Regions from separate parts of the Ovis aries genome. Here region 2 is linked to region 1. A link is a contact called in public Hi-C data. All regions are on one chromosome and are shown on one strand. The core of a region is the stretch at or near the end of the contact, and the rest is flanking DNA. Distances in the headings are between cores, read along the strand shown. Region 1 has its middle 18 kb from the start of S100A6. Region 2 holds the start of S100A2 (S100 calcium binding protein A2).

Region 1 (2,700 bases), core at 108-2,607:
TGGATCTCTGGACTCAACGTTTCACTTCCTGAAAAGTAAGAGCTGCAAGATTTCCTCCGCAGATAGAGAAGAATGAGAAATCAGGTTTAACGGAGAGCATTTGGAGGGAATAGAGGTTCGGTTTTGTCTATACGTCACTGAGCGCAGTGCATTCAGTAAGCTGGTTATGTTTCGTGAATCACCCGCTGTACACCCCATACGATGCTGGGAATGAGGGACGCAGCAGTGAACACATCCAGGGTTCCTCGTGGTCCTTCTGGCATTTCCATGAGAGTGGAATTCCAGGTCTATGCCCACCACTGCTGTGTTTCCCCGCCACCCCTCAGCCATGTTTCTCAAAGGGTAACTCATGGATACCCTCTGCTTGGTATGTGCAGACTCAGGACCCACATGTTGAGCCTGATCTTGACTAATCAAATCCTCCATCCCCCTGCCTCAGAGCTGAACTTGTTTTTCAGCTTCGAGACGCGTGGCTCCGAGTTCTGTGTAAAAATTCTCGTGCAGTCCCCCATTCCTAGCCCTTTATCCCACAGCCTTCCTGAGTGTGGAAGTGTGTTCATCCATCCGACAAAGATGCATGGGACACTTATTAGGTGGCGGGCTCTGTGCTAAAATAAAGACGAGGATGACACGGTCCCTCGTTCTGAGTAGCTCCAAGTGTGAGCACCAGGAGAGGGGATGGAGGGAAGGGGAAATGAAGGAGAAGAGGCTTATAGGCAGGTGTTTACACTAAGGTGTAGCAGGACTAATATAGACAGGTGTAAGAGGTGCTATAGGAGTTAAGAGCAGAGACCTAACATGTCACAAGGCAGGTGACATTTGAGCCTGGAGTGGGTTTCCCGAGAGACGGAAGAAATTGCCTGGACAAATCATGGGATGGACACGGCAAGATCTAGGGACCAGGGCAGGTGTCCAGCGTGTGTGCAGTGCTCTCTTCTACCAGCAGAGGGTACTTATAAGGGCACAAATCCCATCCTGAGGGCTCCACCCCCATGACCTCATCCAAACCCAATTATTTCCCAAAGGCCCCAGCCTCCAAGTATCATCATGTTGGGGATTAACATATGAATTGGGGGGAAAGGAACATTCAGTCCATAGCAGAAGTCAATATAGGACTTTAAGCTACAGAATCAGCTTTATTAGCCAGAAAGACAAATTTGACAGCAATGTGGAAGACAAACCGGGTCTAACTCAATTTTTCTCTATACTGTAAGGCTGCCCATTAGCAGAGCAGTGTGACTCAACACTAAAGAGGAAGGGTCTGGCTTCTGATCAAGACATCTGGCCGTCAGGTTCTCCCAGGCAATCTGCTGGCCTCTCGGGCTTCCCTGTATACAGGACCACGCTGCGTGGAGACTGAATGGTCAGCAGGGGGCACCAGAGGACTGGTGATTGGACTGTCTCAAGGCTGGTCAGAGCCTTCCCACCACATGGTGAAAAGGAAAACCTTCCAGGTTCCAGACCCTGGCACAGCCTGATCCCTTGGGTTCCATCATTGGCCAGCCTCTCCCACCCCTCACCCCAACCCCACTCTGACCTCAAATAAGAGATCAGAAAAAGAAGGAGGTGGGATTTTTTTTCCCCAAAATTCAGGGAAAACATGCACACTTACTTTTTTTTTTTTAAGGCTCTTCCCAGTTTCTTAGGGAGGTTTTTACCCACCAAACTCAGTAATTTCCTGATCAACTTTTGGGTCATACTTCTGTGCGTTCCTAAACTAATGCTCTGAGCTGTGAGCAAGGACCCTTCTCAGAACATAAAATCACAAGCTAGAGCTGGGTGTGAGCCTCAGAATTAATTACAATCAAACAAAATAATTCACACAACTGAAGCGACTTAGCATCAGCAATAATTCACACTCTTGAGAGTAACTCACAATTTAAATCTATATTTATTAATATATTTACCATAGGTGATCTGTAACTGGGAGGAGGAAAGGACCATCTAAATGTCCAAAATTAAGGGACACCTGGAGAAGGAACTGGCAACCCACTCCAGTATCCTTGCCTAGAAAATCCCCATGGACAGAGAAGGCTGGCAGGCTACAGTCCCCGGGGTCGCAAGAGTCGGACACGACTTAGCGACTAAACCACCACCACCAGCAAATGTGGAACATCAACAGGAAGGAACTGTGTGTCACCAGTAAAATGGAAATTATGTACTTGTAGGAAAATTTGGTGAGAGAGTAGAAATGCTTGTCTTTTCTTTTTGTAGGGGAAGGGGTATGCACTAAAAGAATTTTGACTCAAATAGCTATCATCAAAAAAAATCCACACATAATAAATGCTGGAGAGGAAGTGGAGAGAAGGGAGCCCTTCTACGCTGTTCATGGAAATGTAAATTGGTACAGCTACTGTGGAGAACGGTATAGTGAAGTGAAGTCGCTCAGTCGTGTCTGACTCTTTGCGACCCCACAGACATCAGGCTCCTCCGTCCTTGGGATTTTCTAGCCAAGAGTACTGGAGTGGGTTGCCATTTCCTTCTTCAGGGAACTTCCCGACCCAGGAATCAAACCCAGGTCTCCCACATTGTAGACAGACGCTTTACTGAGAACAGTATGGAGGTTCCTTAAAAAACTAAAAATAGAACTCCCCTGTGATCCTGCAATCCCACTCCTGGGCATATATCCAGAGAAAAACATGATCTGAAAGGATACATGCACCCCAGTGTGCATGCACCCCACTGCAGCTCTGTTGACCA
Region 2 (2,700 bases), core at 101-2,600, 43 kb after region 1:
TAGGTTGTATCCTCCGTCAGACCAGGGGCTCTCACTCTGTAGGGAATGTGTCTCCCCTCACGCTGGAGGCACCAGAGCAGGGGTGCTGGTAACTAACACTCTCCCTGACAGCAAGGATTCTTCTGGGACTGGAATTCAAGAAATTAAAAGCCCAGTACCCCAGGATCAGGACAGAATCTGAGACCAAGGACAGAATTTGGAGGTCATCCTTTCCAAGGCCCAGCCTCTCAGTGCGGTCACACCACCCTGGGGGGATTAGGCAGGCCCCAGGGTGAGGCCAGAGGAGCAGGTGCCAGAGGCAAGAAGCACCCTGGGCCCATCCTGCCAGCCCTGCCTTCAGGAGGCGGGAGAAGACAGGAAGCGGCAGGGCTATCCCGCTGCTCAGGGCAGGGGCCAGGCAGGCCCGCTCGCTTGAGATCCCTGGCTCTTAGTCCTGCTGGAACCCAGGACTTTTCAAAAACAAACAAACCCAGGATTCTCCTTAAAGCACCCCCCCAACCCTCCCACCACCACACACACTTCATATGCCTGGACCCAAACCCCCAAGAAGCAGCAACACTCCGAGTGAGAGATGCAAGACAGACCCCAAGAGTAACCCCTAAACCTCACAGAGGAACTGGGAAAAGCCTCTGTCTGACACTTCACAGGAGGTCCCCCCAGATGCGGAGACACACAGAGGCCCCGGGCCTTCCACCAAGGAAACCGGGAGGCAAAGAGCAGCATAAGGGGACATGCCGCAGAAGCTAACACAACACTGTAAACCAGCTCTGCTCCGACAAAAACCCATTAAAGAAAAAGCCAACGGGACAAAGGCAGAGACCCATGGGGGTCTTGCCCACCCAGCCCTGCCCAGGACAGAGGTACTCACCAGACCAGAGGGCAGAGAGAGACTCAGGAAGGAAAGCAAAGGGCCAGGTGCAGAGTTGGCATTTATATGCTAGCCCCACTGGCCCCCAACTTTGCATTTTAAGGAAACCAAACCTGCCCCAACCTGATCCCGCCAAAGCCTGGCCTCCTGCCACCCCCACACACCCCCTCCCAGTCCCTCCCTTCCCGACAATACCGGCTCCTGGGCAGCCAAGGGCAGCCCCTCCCCCGGCCCCGCCCTGGCCACAGCGGGAGCGGGGGTGTCACCGGGAAAAGGTATTCTGGGCCCTGGGCGAGGGGAGGCAGCCCCTGTTCACGGGGGCCTGGAGATTCAGGCCCAGTCTTGCTCTCATGACAAATGCCTGCGAGTCACAGTTCATTGGCGTGCCCGAAGCTGCAGGTGCGTGCTGGGACTTCACGGGCCTGTGTGTGTTCTGGGAACCAGGAGGCAGCTGGGGGCTATCAGGAAGAAGAGGGCAGGGGTGACCGCAGGGAAACAAAGTGGCTTTTAATAGCTGGCCCCAGAATAACTGTCAGTGATGTACTGAGGCAAGTGGGTGTGCTTTAAAAGACCTGGAAAGGCCCCCTTCGGGTAGGAAGGGTTCTGGCAGGAGACAGCGAGGCAGCGACAGGTGGAGTGGCTCTGCTATCGTCAGCTGGGGTGAGCAGCAGTCTGTGTGTGTGAGGAAGGCCCAGGAGGGTTGAAGGGAGGAGAAAACGGGAGTCTCCTCCAGCTTGGGAGGTGAGCACGTGAGGAGGAGGCCCGCACAGCTTCCCAAGCCAGGAGACCAGGCTGGGGATGAGGCCTCTCTCTCCAGGCCCCTCCCCAGAGAAAGGCAAACACTGAGGCCTGTTAGGACCCAGCCCAGGGGAGGGCCTTTCAGAGAAGAGCAGACTTCACTCGGCCCCTTCCCAGGCCCCCCTCGCCTACTGCCTCAGTCCAGTCCGGGCACCGCCCTTCCTGTGCGCCAGCTCCCCTCCCCACTCCAGATGTCCACAGCTTCTTTCCCCTCCTCCGGCGCCCCTAGTCCTGGGTGACTCACCCGAGGTTCCAGGCCCAGAGGCTCAGGCAGTGACTCAGCGGCACTGCCCTCCTCCCCCAGGGCTAGGGCAGCCGAAGTTACGAAGTTACGGGGCAGCAGGCAGAAACCACAATCCAGCTCCGGCAGACAGGGCACTGGAACAGAACCCCCTCATCAGGCCCACTCTGGGGAGTTTGGGGTCATGACACCACAGAGAAACTCAGACTGAGAACCCCCAGAGATCAGACATCGAGCCAGGCTGCTCTTTCCCCGGCGGTCACTCGCAGTGGGACTTGGGGGCAGCCTGAGCAGCACAGATGAAACCAGGCCTCAGGGGCCCCCGGTGCCCACTCCTACACCTCTGCAAAGCCACCCAGTGTCCTTCCTCCCCAAGGCACTTGACCCCCTTGTGCTACTGCTCTTCCCTGTTAAAACCTATTTCAGGTCGAGCTTGGAATAAAAATTGTTCTCCCCGAGGGTAAGGATCAGTGGGGTGCAATGCATTGGTTTTTACAGCACTTCTTCCATTTTAACTGAGGACTTTGGCAGATGGCACTTCTGCTCAGAAACTGCAGTGGCGTCCCCATGGCCCTTGCTGGAAGTGAGGTGCTGGGGCTCTGGCCCCTACCTGCATATCCAACCTCTCCTGCATGTCTCCTAATTGCTTGCTCACTGTGCCTGAGCACTTGGAGTGGCCAAGACTGCCTATGCCCATCTTTCTGCTCAGAATGTGCCCACTCACCACCTCCCTGCCTCCCGAAGTCCCACATATCCTTCAAAGGCCAGTTCAATGCCCCCACCTCACGGAGCC

Evidence for each region. Hi-C and Micro-C count contacts between places; a contact is called where the count stands out from the background.
Region 2: a contact with region 1 is called in a Hi-C map of tail adipose tissue, with 4 times the contacts expected there. The contact joins the promoter of S100A2 here to the enhancer-like site in region 1. A contact is called at or near these places in 5 of 16 Hi-C or Micro-C datasets (blood, liver, mesenteric adipose tissue and 2 more).

What each region holds. Positions count from the first base shown.
Region 1 is chr1:103,975,379-103,978,078 of ARS-UI_Ramb_v3.0, forward strand. No RefSeq gene overlaps it. Among named protein-coding and RNA genes, the nearest start is that of S100A6, 18 kb to the right of the region's middle. Within about 2 kb of position 1,358, at least 6 of the 54 cell types and tissues checked have an H3K27ac peak or open chromatin away from gene starts, as enhancers often do.
Region 2 is chr1:104,018,474-104,021,173 of ARS-UI_Ramb_v3.0, forward strand. S100A2 (S100 calcium binding protein A2) reads right to left here and starts at 1,351. Exons shown (of 3, transcript XM_042254144.2): 1 at 1,064-1,351. It overlaps LOC114116933 (a long non-coding RNA gene), which reads left to right and starts at 1,146. Exons shown (of 3, transcript XR_003590771.3): 1 at 1,146-1,267.